Regions from separate parts of the Sus scrofa genome. Here region 1 is linked to region 2. A link is a contact called in public HiChIP or PLAC-seq data. All regions are on one chromosome and are shown on one strand. Each heading gives the region's core, a stretch centred on a gene start, on an enhancer-like site or on the middle of the called end of the contact. The rest is flanking DNA. Distances are from core to core; before and after follow the strand shown.

Region 1 (6,451 bases), core at 945-3,444, 79 kb before region 2:
GATACAATAAGAAGAGCCAGGCAGCCCCATGTTGCCAGCTGGATGCCCTGGGCACAGCTCTTACCCCTCTAGAGAGGAAGGCACTATAGCCCAGGGGGTAAGAGTGTGCCCAGGGCCCCAGCTGGTTAGTGGCAGAGCAGAGGCTAGGACTGGGTGTGGCTGGAGCCTCGTGGCCCAGGGCTGCATCTGGGTGCTGCAGTGCAGATGTTCCAGACGCTGGCAGCTACCCAACACTGCAGAGCTCCCCAACCCCGGACCAGGAATAAGCCTTAAGAAGCCAGGGCCCCGACTTCTGAGGGGCAGCTCCCTCCTCTGCACCCTGGCATCCAAAGTCTGCCCCAGCTGTGGCCCCTTCCCAGAAACGGAAATATTTTCTGTCTCCCAGCAGCCTGCGCCTTGGGAACAAAGAGCGAAGGCAAAGAAAGATGGGTGAGTGACTGTCCCAGCTGCAGAGGGGGACAGAGGCCTCTGCCCCACCCTACTCCCACAATCCTAAATCTCGGAACAGCTGAATCCTAGAATGCCAGCCCTGGAAGTGGCCCCCAGTTCAGCAGACTTTGCTACAGAAGGAGAACCAAGGCAAAGAAAAAGAGAGAGTTTACTCAAGGACCCCTGGCCCTTGGAGCTGTGACCCAGCCTTCCACTGATCCCCCCCCCCCAGGCCAATGCCCCCTGCACGGGGGCAGAGCCTGCCAGCCAGAAGGGCAGGGTCCATGGGAGCTGAAGCTGGGCAGGTCGCTGACCTCCAAAGGGAAGGCCAAGCAGGTCTTCCTGGGTCAGTGGGGCCGGCCATTTAAGGTGTGCTTTGGGTAGGGGGAGGAAGGGGAAGTGAGGAAAAAAGGCGGCCTAGGGAAACCAGAGTTCTCTCACAAAGCCGGGAGCCTTTTCGCCAAATTTGGAATTGATGGGTAAACCCACCAGCATTTTGAGAAAAGAAGGGGAGGGAGGAAGCAAAAGGTGGACGGTCCTCCCCAAAGATCCCGGCCCCCTCCCCTCGCAGGGCCTGCCGAGATGGGCCCGGCCGTCCAAGCCTGCAATCAGGACGTCCCAAATCTGCAATCCTCGCTCGCAGCTGACAAATAAATCAATTCTCACAGCCATTGTCGGGGGTGGAGGTGGGGGTGGGGGTGTCAGGTTTATCAGCTCTGGGCTTGGAGAAGGAAACTGAGGCTCAGAAAGGGAAAGCTACAGATTAAGATGACACTGCCCCGTTGTTGCTGGAGCTGGTATTGGGATCCAGGGTATTCCACTCCCACACGAGTCTCTGCGAAGTCATCTGAAGCCCCCCAAGCTCTAGAAAGGCAGAAAAGGCGCTGATGGGGAGCAGAGCGAAGGGTGGGGCCTCTGGCCCATCACAAGGTCCCTGGAGCGCCACTAGGAGTCCCCTTTAGTGGCAAAGCGTGGCCCCGAGAGGGCGGGAGGGGTCCATCGCGGACCTGAGGTGTGGACAGCCGGTCCCTCATCCGTTGGCACACAGAGAGCCCTCTCCCAGCGCCACACACAAGCCATTTCGGGTGCAGCCCCGGGGTCTGACTCTTCCGGCCCTCAGTCCTCAGCTTCGGCCACACCCTTTCCTGCGGGCCCTTAGACCCCTCTTCCCCCCAGGTCCAGCTGCCTCCAATCCCGGGCCTCCAAAGTCTCTCCAGTCCCGCAAAGCAGGGCCAGCAGCCCGCGTGGCCTCGGCCCAGGTGCCCCCAGCCCCTCACCACATCCTCCGCAGCGCCAGCCCTCCCCTCCCTCCCCTCCTCCCGCAGCCCCCGCGCCGACCGCCTCCGCTTCCCCGCCTGCTCGCTGCAGGGAAGATGCGCTACGCGGCGCTGCCCCAGACGCGCCCTGCCCGCGACCCTCTCCGGCTACCGCGCCCTGGGCTCCGGGTCCCCGCGGCCCCCACCTCCCGCGCCCCTCCCCGGAGCCGTCGCTGGCTGGCGTGGGTCAGCATGACTGCGCGTTTACGGCTCGCCCCCGCGTCCCTGCAGCCCCCCGGAGGAGGGAGGGGGTCCCGTGCAGCGACTCCCATCGCCAGCCTCAACCCGCTTACCGCGTGGCGGAGGCCTCCCGCAGGGGACCGACAGAGGGGCAGAAGGACGCGCGGACGCGGAGCTCGCTGGGTCAGAGCCCGTTAGCAGAGCAGCAGCCGCCGCAGCGCAGGGGCGGGCCGGGAGGACAGTCCTCAGCGCCCGGGCCGGACACGTGGCGCGCGGGGGCCAATCCGGCTCGCCCCGCCTCCGCCCTCCCCCCACCCCCCAAGTTCCTTCGCTCCTGGAATCTTAGAATGTCACCCGCCGCGGGGTGGGGGTGGGGGTGGGGGTCGGTGCCTGGAGATCCTCCGTCTGGGTGCGGACACTAGAGGGGAGGGATTTGGCCAAGGTCGCCTGGCCTTCGGGGCTAGGAGTCAACGCTGCTGACTCCTAGATCTTATGGATTGCCAAAGCTTTGTTGAGAAACAGAACTTTGAGGCTTAACACAATAAGGCCAAGTGCTTACCATGCCTGCTCAGATTCTGTCCGTCAATAGCTCCACCGGGTCTGTGGCATTACTTACCCACTTCCCAGGAGAGCCCAGAGAAGTCCAGTTTTAAAACCAAGGTCACACAGCTAGTACGTTGTGGAGCCGGGATTCGAACTTAGGCTGGGTGACCAGAGAGGCCCTTGCTCTAGCTTGATTCTGGGGCGTGCCCGTAGTCCAGAGGAAAGAGAGACAGACCAGCAATTACAATCCAGGGCTGTGGGGAAACCCACAGAATAATTTTAAAAAGTGATAGGCACTTTGGGAATTTGGAGGAAAGTGACAATGTCTTGAAGGGGGTTTGTAAAGTCTTGCTGGAGAGGTGAGCCTGCAGTTAAGGTCCTTAGGCTTCCTACCCACCCACTGCTTAGAAATTCTGCTTTGGTGAAAAGTCGGCCGTCCTGGGCTGCCACTTGGGTGATGAATCTTCACGGGCAAGATGCCTAGATGCTCTACTTTTCAATTTACTCCACCAAAGATAGGGATAGACAAAGCTTCTTCCAATGTTGTCCTCAGTCTGGCCGAGTTCAGAGAACTCCACAAGGGAACCTGATACAGAAGTGCGTTCTTTTGACTGTATGTTCCTCCAATGTGTATTGAGTACCCTCTGTCTTCTGGGCACTGAGCTGGGAGATTGAAGTGGGCAAATGAGAAATGAGGCCCTGACCCACCTTCACGGAGCTTCCCGCTCATGGAAGACAGATGGTTAGGTCTTGTTACAGTAGGTTTAGGCAGTTGTAATCTGGAAACTATAAACTGCTTTCAGGGCCCTAGAATGGGCTCTTATCTACACTTGGAAATGACTTGTCCGAGGAGACACCTGTGCTGACAAAGCAAGACTTTACTGGGAAGGAGCACCGAGGCAGAGAGCAGCAGGCCGAGGGAACCCAGGAGAACTGCTCTGCCACATGCTCACAGGCTCAGGTTTCTTGGGAATGGGGTTAGTTTCCAGGTTGTCTCTGGCCAGTTGTTTTGCTTGGCCCCCATTGGTCTGGCTCAGGGTCCTTTTGGCAGCACAAGCACCCCTCAGCCAAGATGGATTCCAGTGCCCTGCATTCCAGGGAGATGGGTGGTCTCCCTCCTAGGGGCCCCTCTCTAATCCTCCCAGTTAGTCCTCAGGGCAGCACCTTATCAGGGCCTCCTGTTGTGAAGACAGCTCACGCAAGCAGCTATCATTGAGCCCAGCCAAGGTGGGCGGTTTCTGTCAGTGGTCCCCCTGACAGTGCTAGGATGTCCATAGCAGATACACCCAGCCTAACCTAGACCTCTGGAGAGAGTGGTGCTGTGACCAAAAGATGAATGGAATCTGGTAGGAGACAAAGAAGAAATTAAAATAATTTCCCGAGTGGTTAAAATAAATAAACAGGTCCGCTGTTAGGAGAAGTGTGAGCCAACACAAGTGTGTGTGCCCAGCACACAGTGAGGCCAAACAAACTGAACTGTCGGAGTCTGGAGTAGAGAATTCATTCCAGGGCCAAGCCAGGAGAACGGGTGGTAGGTGCTCAAACCCCCTGAACATCCTGAAGGTTTGGGGGTAGAAATTTTTATAGGCAAAATTTGGGATTAGGGCCGCAAAGTGTGTGACTTTCTTCTGACTGGTGGGTGGTGAGCGAACCGGGCAGTGCTCCAGGAATCTTGCCCTCAGCCAGAAGCTGCCATCTTTCCTCCGCCAAAGATATGGTTGTATGCATGCCTTTAGGAGGAACCAGGACCTGCCTTGTTTCTTCTTTCGTGTTTCCGCATTCTTTCCCTTCCTTCATTAGCAACTGTTTGAAGCTGTCCCTTGGAACTCAGAGAAGGTCCAGGAGGCTGAATGAAGCCCAGGGGACACAGGATTTATACCCAGGAGCCGCATAGGGTCCCGCTGGGCTTCAGAAGCAACACCTTCTAAGATGGAATATGAAGAGACTAGCCCCAATGAGGATGGAGGTGGGGTCTCCTCCAGCATCACAATAGTTACTGCTGGGGAGTTCCTGTCATGGCTCAGTGGTTAACGAGCCCAACCAGGAACCACAAGGTTGTGGGTTCGATCCCTGGCCTCGCTCAGTGGGTTAAGGATTGGGGGTTTCCATGAGCTGTGGTGTAGGTCGCAGATGCGGCTTGGATTCCACGTTACTGTGGCTATGGCTGTGGTGTGGGCAGGCAGCTACAGCTCTGATTTGACCCTTAGCCTTGGAACTTCTATATGCTGCAGGTGTGGCCCTAAAAGAAAAAAAAAAATAGTGACTGCTCTTTACGGAGCCTTTTGTATGAGCCAGGCACTGTTGTAAGTGCTGTAGTTGCAAGGTCACATGTGACCTCACAATTCGTTAATCAATATTTCTCCAGCACCTACTCTGAATCAGGCACTGTTTCAGGAGATTTATCAGCAAAGAAAATGATGACTTCTGCCCTCATTCCAGCACAGAGGAGATAGACACGCACTAGGCAAATGCAACAGTATGTTAGTTGGTGACAAGGGCGATGGACCAAAAAGAAGAAAGAGCAGGTGGAAGATGTGCCAGGATGGCAGAGGAAGTTGCAGTGTTCTGCAGGGTGTTTGATGGAGGCCTCGAAGAGAGGGTGAGATTGAGCAAGCGTGGAGAGAAGATGAGGAAGGTAGCAGAGCCGATTAGAGATCTGTCGGCAGAGGGTTCCTGGCAAAGGAAACATCTGGAGCGCTTGCTCCAGGGCAGGAGCCAGCCTGGAGTGTGAGGGGACCAGCGAGGAGGCCAGTGGGGCTAGAGTCAAGCGAGCAAGAGGGAGAGGAAAGGGTGGGTGTGGGGGCTGGGAGGTGGGAGACACAAGGAACTGGAGCTTCAAGGTCTAAAGGCAAAAAAGAGGAGTTCCCGTCGTGGCGCAGTGGTTAACGAATCCAACTAGGAACCATGAGGTTGCGGGTTCGGTCCCTGCCCTTGCTCGGTGGGTTAACGATCCGGCATTGCCATGAGCTGTGGTGTAGGTTGCAGATGCGGCTCGGATCCTGCGTTGCTGTGGCTCTGGCGTAGGCCGGTGGCTACAGCTCCGATTGGACCCCTAGCCTGGAAACCTCCATATGCCACGGGAGCGGCCCAAAGAAATAGCAAAAAGACAAAAAAAAAAAAAAAAAAAAAAAAAAAAACCAATAAAGGCAAAAAAGAAAAGATCAATGTCCCAGCTCCAGAAGCATGAGTGAATTTACCCTTCATTCGCCTTCTGGTCTATCTGGGTCCTCAAAGGATGGATGAGGGCTAGACTCCTTACACAGTCTACTGAGCCAAATGCTGATGGCTTAGCTAATCAAATGCTAACCCTCATGGATACACCCAGAAAGCATGTTTACCTAGCTCTCTGGGCAGCCTGGTTCTGGATGGAAAATCAAAATGGACTGGTATTGTCCATTGTCCGAAATGGAGCCTGGAGGCCACCGAGGAAGTGTGACTTATGCCTGTCTTACCCTCGATGGAACCGGGCCTTTGGACCACTTATCATCCTCCAGAGCATCTATGGTCCTGCAGAACATCTGCCAGAAATTCAGGGTGCTCAGGAGACCCTGACCCTACAACAGTTCGTGACAGCCACCCCTCCAGGACAAATATTTATGTTCTTATGTCAGAATTCAGCCTTATGGCTTTTGCGGTGATCAGCCCCTAACTCTTTCTCTTCCCTGGAACACGCTTGCCGTTTTCCCGGAATCTATGTCTCTCAAATCACAATTCTTAAGACCAAATAAACATTTCTTATTTGCAGTTTTCTGTGTTTCTTTGGTGGACATTACTGGGTGGGAGACAAATGGAACAGAATTTCCTGTCTCCTCCAGCACGGCCAGGAACTCCAGTAAAGCACCTGCATGAGTCCATTGTGCTCTATTGCTTTTTGGTGGTCCTGGCCCGTGGTGATAAGAACCTTCCACCCGGGTAGAAACTCTACTCTACTTGGGTGGCCTCTGTGCCAGCTTCCGTTTTCAGGACTTTGTTTCTCATTTTGG
Region 2 (6,898 bases), core at 1,756-4,255:
CTCTCTCTACAATAAGCAATGTCACCCCACGCTTTCTAGGGCTCAGCCTCCATTCAGGCCGTCTTCTCTGTTTCAACTGGGTAACTCCCTACCCAACCTTCAACACCCAGCCGAGGCCTGCCGGCCCTTCAACCCAGAAGCCTTCCTGTAGCTCTCGAGATGGGAATCAGATACTCAAGCCACACCCTGGGCTAACCCCTAGCCTGGCTCTTACGTGGCCCTCATTTAGTCACTCAAAGATTTATGTGGCACCAGCTCTGGGCTCTGGAGGGGCAGTGAGGCCTGGGCGGGAGGTGGGGGCGATGCTGTGTGTGCGCACGTGTGTGTGTGCAGGGGTGGGGGATGCTCTCTGCAGCTTGGCCACCAACTGGCTCTGTGACTGGGCACACAGCACTCCCTCCTGAACCTCAGGCTCCTCACCTGTAACATGGGGAAGATTCTGCAGCTCAGCCAGGCTTTTGTGAGGCAGGCAGGATGTGAAAGTACTCTGTCAACTGCCACTTAGGGTGAGTCATTGTTGTCGTGACCTGAGCCTCCAGCGATCCGAGCTCATTTTTGTACCACCCATCCTCAGAGGCCCCCTGCCCCCAAGGGGCTGAGAGCCTGCGAGGGCGGGTGGGGGATGAGCCTGGAAGCTCATGCCTTCTGGGGGAGGGGGTAGCACCGGGATGATAAATAGAGCAGGAGCACAGCACAGAGGGATGGCAACAGGCATGAACTTTAAACAAAACTGGCTTATAAATCCTGCCACGCAGGGGCACAGGCCTGGCACTACTGGAGGAGGAAGACAAGCCAGGCTGTTCCCAGGCAAGAGGGTGGCGGCTTTAATGCCAAAGGGCTTTGGGAGCCACATGAAGCCACTGGAAGCATCACATGGGGCAGAGGCAACACGGGTCTTTCTCCAGGCTTCAGCCCAGGTGGTACCCAAGGCCCTTTCCCACTGGGATCGCCTGGGCCGGCTTTATGCCCTTTACAGCTTAGGACAGGGGGTCCAATTCAGGCTGGGCCGGGGACAGACAGGGACAGCTGGCAAGGTCCAGGAGGCAGGGGAACCCACGCTCGCTGGGGTCTCCTCTTCCAGACTAAGAGTCAAGGCCTGGAATAGGGCTCCTCCTCCAGCCTCCTCCCGCCACCGTGTAGATGGAACTCACCCTTGGCCCACTTTGCAGGCTGAGAGGTTGACACAGGGGCAGAAAACACAGACTCTCAGAAGCCATCCCGCTCACCTCTCTCCCTCTGCAGTTAGAGGGAGAAACGGAGGCCCAGAGAGCACGGGGGCTTCCTTGGGGGTCACACAACATGTTTGTGGCAGAACCAGGATCAACACTGAGGCTCAATGTCCACCTGACACCAGCCTGGTTCTAAGTCTCAAGCCAGGCTCAGGTTGATCTGCTCTTGCTCCCAATAGCCAGCCCTCTGCTTCTGCTGCTGAAGGCCAACCTCAGTTTCCCTGTTGGAGCCAGAGAAGATATGAGGGTTTCTGGGTCAGAGCTCTGAGGGGTTGTTTTTTTGAACTGGGAGTAAAAAGGAAGGCAGGGGAGGTGCTGTCCTTGGGACAAAAACTCTTCTCCCTGAAACAGGCACAGGGCAGGGAACAGGATCACTGGGGTTGGGGACAGTGATAGAAAAGCTTGTGCTTGGGCACAAGCAAAGCAGGCGAGAGAGAGACTCAAGTTCAATGAGCAGCTACTAAATAGTGTCACCATGTGGGGTCTGTCAGGGTCTCCAGGGGATGGATCGCCAAGTTTATAGACCACCTCCTCCCACCTGGCTGGAGGACAGGTGGCAGTGGGAAGAAGGCTCAGAACTTGAGGATAGCCCCTCCCCTCTCTGTGCCTCTTGCTGTCCTCTGGTTCCAGGCTCTGACCTTCGAGGCTTGTCAGACCCCAAGGGGCAGCTGGTCCCACTGCAAGAAACCCGAGTAGCGAGTAGCGTCTCCTGGGCCCTAACCCAGCTCAGAGGCCCCGTGGGGGGGGGGGGGGGGGGGGGAAGAGCTGCGCGGTGGATCGCCTCCCTGGTTGGCCCCTCCCAGCTACCCCTAGGACAGCCCACATGCACCGGCTCTGGGGCCTGAAGAGGCTTCAGACCAGCACTTCTCAAACTTGAAAGCCTATTGTAATCACCTGGGCATCTTGTTAAAAGGCAGGTTCTATTTTAACTCCCCCGGGGCACAGCCCCAGATTCTGCATTTCTAACAGGTCCCAGGTGATGCCCATGATATAAATCCACGGACCACTCTGCGTGTGGCAGCCCTGGACATAATCTGCTTCTTAATGGTGGGAAAGCCGAAGGCCCAGAGGGGTCAAGTCACAAGTCCATGGCCACACAGCGAGCAGCTCCGACCGACCAAGGAAAAGGGCACCTGCCATAGGCACTAACATTTTCCCAGTCTGCCATCCGGAATGAGCTGCTTTTCCCGGGCCCTGGGGCCGTGTTTGTAAACTCCGCTGCCCCGTGCAGCGCAGTCCAGGGCCGGGAGAGAGAGCGCGCCGCCCGGCCGAGCCGTCCCCACCTCCCTCAGTGCCGGCCTCTAGCAGTTGGGGAACCCAGGGAGCCGAGGGTCCCCTTCGGCGTAGCGGTTCCGTACTCCCTTCCCCTCCGAAGACAAACTTCTCCGCCGGCGCCCTTTACCTTTTTGGGGGGTTTGCAGCAACTCAGCCTGCTGTGTCCGCAGCCCATCCTCCTCCGGGGGCTCCCGGACGCCGCTTCCCAACTCCGGGGCCCCCAGAGAACCTTGCGGTCCGCGCCAGGCTGCCCGCTCCGCGGTCGGCGAGACCCTGAAACTGAACCTGGAAGCGCAGACTTGAGCCGGAGCTGGGGCGGCCGCGCGCCGTAAATACCCGAAAAGCAGGGCCTCCGAGAAGCCCTCAGGGCTCGCAGGGGCGCCGCCTGAGGCAGGTGACCAGAATCTTCGTAAATGATAGCGACTCGGGTCAGAGCGGAAAAGATCCCCACGAACAATGGATTCTTTCCAGGCTCGCTGCCGAGAAAAGGCCAGATAATTGCTACTAAAAGAATTATTTAGAAACACAACAGCTAGCCTTGATTGAGAGTTTCTGTCGTGGCTTCTTCGCACACATTATTTCTATTTCTTGCTCTCTTTGCCGCAAAGGTATGATTTCCTCCATTTTACAGGTGAGGAAAATGAGGCTCAGAGATAGGATTTGCCTAAGCTCCTGCAGCTAGGAAGTACCAGAGCCTAGATAAAATCCAGTTCTATGTCCAGAACCTAAGCTTCCAACTACTTCCCTACAAATACATAAGACTGTGAAGTTTAATTGTAATGCCTCCTCACTTCTGGGTCTATAGCTCTTTCCAGTTCACAAGCATTTGTAATATTCTATCTATCCAACTTTGTGAGGCAGATGCAGGGAGAACAGGACATAAATATCAGTGCCCGGGAAAAAGAACTTTTGTGTACCCTTGCTTTTTTTTTTTTTTAAACTAGCAGAGGTTTCCAGCAGTGGCAATCAGAAAAAAGACACCTAACTTTGAAAATTAGTGTGAGTGCGTATGCTAGAAACTTATACACAGCCCAGAGACCCTGGAAAGGTGGACTGATGCAAGGGATGTACGGTGATGGATGGAAAAAGAATGTGAGATCGCAAAAGAACTTCCCCCTCCCCAGAGTAGAAGACCGGTTGCAGCAGGTTCAAAGAAAGGAACCTGAGGACACGGGCAATATTGGGTTCTTGGAAAGAAGAGTCGTGTAAGGCGGTGGTTTACAAAGTATGATTCCCCAAAGCAGCAGCAGTTAGACGTAGAGACTACCACACGAAGTGAAGTTAGTCAGACAGTTGAAAGACAAACAGCATATGGTATCACTTATCTGTGGAATCTAAAAAAAAAGGATGCAAATGCATTTATTTGCAGAACAGAAACAGACTCACAGACTTTGAAAAACTTACGGTTCCCAAAGGAGACAGGTGTCGGGGTAGGGGAGGGGGGATGGACTGGTGGTTTGGGATGGGCACAGGCACACTGAGGTATATGGAATGACTGGCAAATGGGGACGTGCGGTATAGCATGGAGACCTCTACCCGATCTTCTGTGATCGTCTGTGGGAAAAGAGTCTGAAAGAGACTGGAAGAGTATACGTGGATAACCGCATCTCTTCCTTGTACAGCGGAAATTATAACAACATTGTAAATCAACTAGACGCCAATAAACTTTTCAAATGAAAACAACAACAAAAGAAATACAAACTCGGGGAGTTTCCTGGTGGCCTAATGGTTAAGGACTGGGCATTATCACTGCTGTGGCTTGGGTTCAGTCCCAGGTCTGGGAATTACCATATGCCATGGGCCTGGCCAAAGAAAAGAGAAAAGAGGAAAGAAACACAGATGCTCAGATCCCACCCAGACCTATGGATCCTAAACTCTGAGGAAGGGGATCAAGATTATCCAGCTTCCCAAGTCCTGAGCATATTCAAGTTGGAGAAGCACCTCTGCAGGATGGGCTGAATGGGTAATGAAGAAAGAGGTCTACTTAAATTATAATGATTACGGAGTTTCCATTGTGGCTCATCAGGTTAAGAACCCAACTAGTATCTGTGGGTATGCAGGTTCAATCCCTGGCCTTGCTCAGTGGGTTAAGGATCCCGAGTTGCCACGAGCTATGGCTTGGGTCCTAGGCCTTAGCTGCAGCTCCCATTTGACCCCTAGCCAGGGAACTTTCATATGCAGCAGGTGTGGCCCTAAAAAGAAAAAAAAAATTAAAATGATTATGAACTAGAGCTCATGATTTACTAAAAACCCCAACCAACCAACAAGCAAATAACCAGAACATAAATATCCAAGAAAAGAAGCTTAAGTTAATTATGATTTATCCATAAAAATAGAATGTCATGTCACCAATAAAAATAATGATGAGGATGAAGTTTTAAAATGTTATAAAAGGTAACAAATTCATCCTTATCTTAAAAAAGTGTGCATAGTGATTACCTCTAGATGAGGGTGAGATTTGGGATATTTAAAGCTATTCATTTTCTTATCTTTACAACATGAGTATATGCTTATTACTGATAAGAAAATGACTGTTGTAATAAGAAAAAGTTTTCAAAAAATATGTTTTTAAACCCAGGTATGAGATTGAGACAAGTTTTTCACCATCAAGTGGGTATGTGAGGAGTTCCCGTCGTGGCGCAGTGGTTAACGAATCCAACTAGGAGCATGAGGTTGAGGGTTCGGTCCCTGGCCTTGCTCAGTGGGTTAAGGATCCGGTGTTGCCGTGAGCTGTGGTGTAGGTCTCAGACGCAGCTCGGATCCCATGTTGCTGTGGCTGTGGTATAGGCCGGTGGCTACAGCTCCGATTTGACCCCTAGCCTGGGAACCTCCATATGCCGAGGGAGCGGCCCAAGAAATAGCAAAAAGACAAAAAAAAAGTGGGTATGTGAAAACTCAAAGAAATAGACAGTGGTTATGAATGAACTACCTAGAAAAGCAACGTAAAGAGCAAACAGGGCCAAAAATTGGGGGGTGGGGGGATCACACCAGTAACGCCCTGTGTGGTCTGAACCTGTTGTTTCTCCTTTTGGAGAGTTTCTCATCTGAACATCAAAGAACTGAACTTTCTACACTGATCTTGAATCTTAATGTCAACAGTTGAAATGAATAACTTGGACTGGTAGGTAGCAATCAGGGAGGCCAATTCTGTTCCCCAAGCCTCTGTTCTCAGGAGCGCTTGCCTTCAGCATCTTTAAGCTTCCTGGGAGACCAGGATCAGATTGCCTACTTCCTCTCAACTGGCTTTTCAGTTATGTGCTTTGAAGTTTCCGACAGAGGGAAACCCCGAAAGAGCTTCTGGTAGGAACTTGAGTTTGAACAAGTTGCTAATGAGATTTGGGGTGGTTGATGTGCTAGTCAGGTTCAGTTAGGTTTTGCTGCAGTGATGAATACAAATCTCAGCAACTTATCATGAGTGAAGCTAAGTTTTGCTCATAGCACATGCCCAGCATGGGGAGGCAGAGGGCTCAGCTTCACAGAGACACTGACACCATCCTGTGATGCAGCCATACCCATGCCATGACTTCAGGGGCTGCCAGGACAAAAGAAGGCAGGTACTGAGAATGGTGCCTAGAGTCTTAAGTCCTTCCACTCAGGAGAGACACATATCAAGTCCACTCGCATTTTGTTGACTAAAGCAAGTCCCATGGTCATGGCTGACTTCAAGAGGATGGGGAAATACACTTTGTGCCCAGGAGAGAACCAGAAATACTTGTGAATGGCGGAAATGCCTACCATAATTAGCAATCAATAAGCAGGTACAATGATGTGCCCATTTCTTGGGCAACCAGGATGACTAACGACCTCGGAAACTCCTTGGTTCTAGGGACATTGGGATTATTGGCTACCCTATGGGCAAGGCAGAATGAGGACGCAGTTCTTATCTTAAATTAGTTATAATCTGGGAGTTCCCACTGTGGTGCAGCGGAAATGAATCCAACTGATGTCTATGAGGATGCGGGTTCAATCCCTGGCCTCACTTAGTGGGTCAAGGATCTGGCATTGCATGAGCTATGGAGTAGGTCACAGACACAACTCAAATCCCGAGTTGCTGTGGCTGTGGTGTAGGCTGGCAGGTATAGCTCTGATTTGATCCCTAGCCTGGGAACTTCCATATGCTGTGAGTGTGGCCCTTAAACAAACAATCAAACAAACAAAAATTAGTTAAAATCTATTTTTTTATATTAGACCTCTACATTGAGAAACTTACCAAAGCAGGTTATAAAGCGAGTGTTGAGCCCTAGTCTGGAAACCTCCATGAGCTGTGGGTGTGCCCCTAAAAAGCAAAAAAAAAAAAAAAAAAAAAGTAATCCATATGGAAGTACAAGCATTAAAAGGAGATAAGAAACCAGGCTGGATGGGGCTGGGAAAGGAGCACCTCCAGGAGAAATACT

What was found. HiChIP or PLAC-seq counts read pairs in DNA pulled down with a chosen protein or histone mark.
Region 1: a contact with region 2 is called in an H3K27ac HiChIP or PLAC-seq map of skeletal muscle. The contact joins the promoter of ANXA6 here to the promoter of CCDC69 in region 2. A contact is called at or near these places in 1 of 5 promoter capture datasets (fetal skeletal muscle), 3 of 47 Hi-C or Micro-C datasets (embryonic fibroblasts, fetal skeletal muscle and heart right ventricle) and 1 of 2 datasets of contacts at active chromatin or transcription factors (skeletal muscle).

The regions. Positions count from the first base shown.
Region 1 is chr16:71,852,972-71,859,422 of Sscrofa11.1, reverse strand. ANXA6 (annexin A6) reads right to left here and starts at 2,194. Exons shown (of 27, transcript XM_005672613.3): 1 at 2,039-2,194.
Region 2 is chr16:71,774,343-71,781,240 of Sscrofa11.1, reverse strand. CCDC69 (coiled-coil domain-containing protein 69) reads right to left here and starts at 3,005. Exons shown (of 11, transcript XM_021077105.1): 1 at 2,632-3,005. The coding sequence starts at 2,679.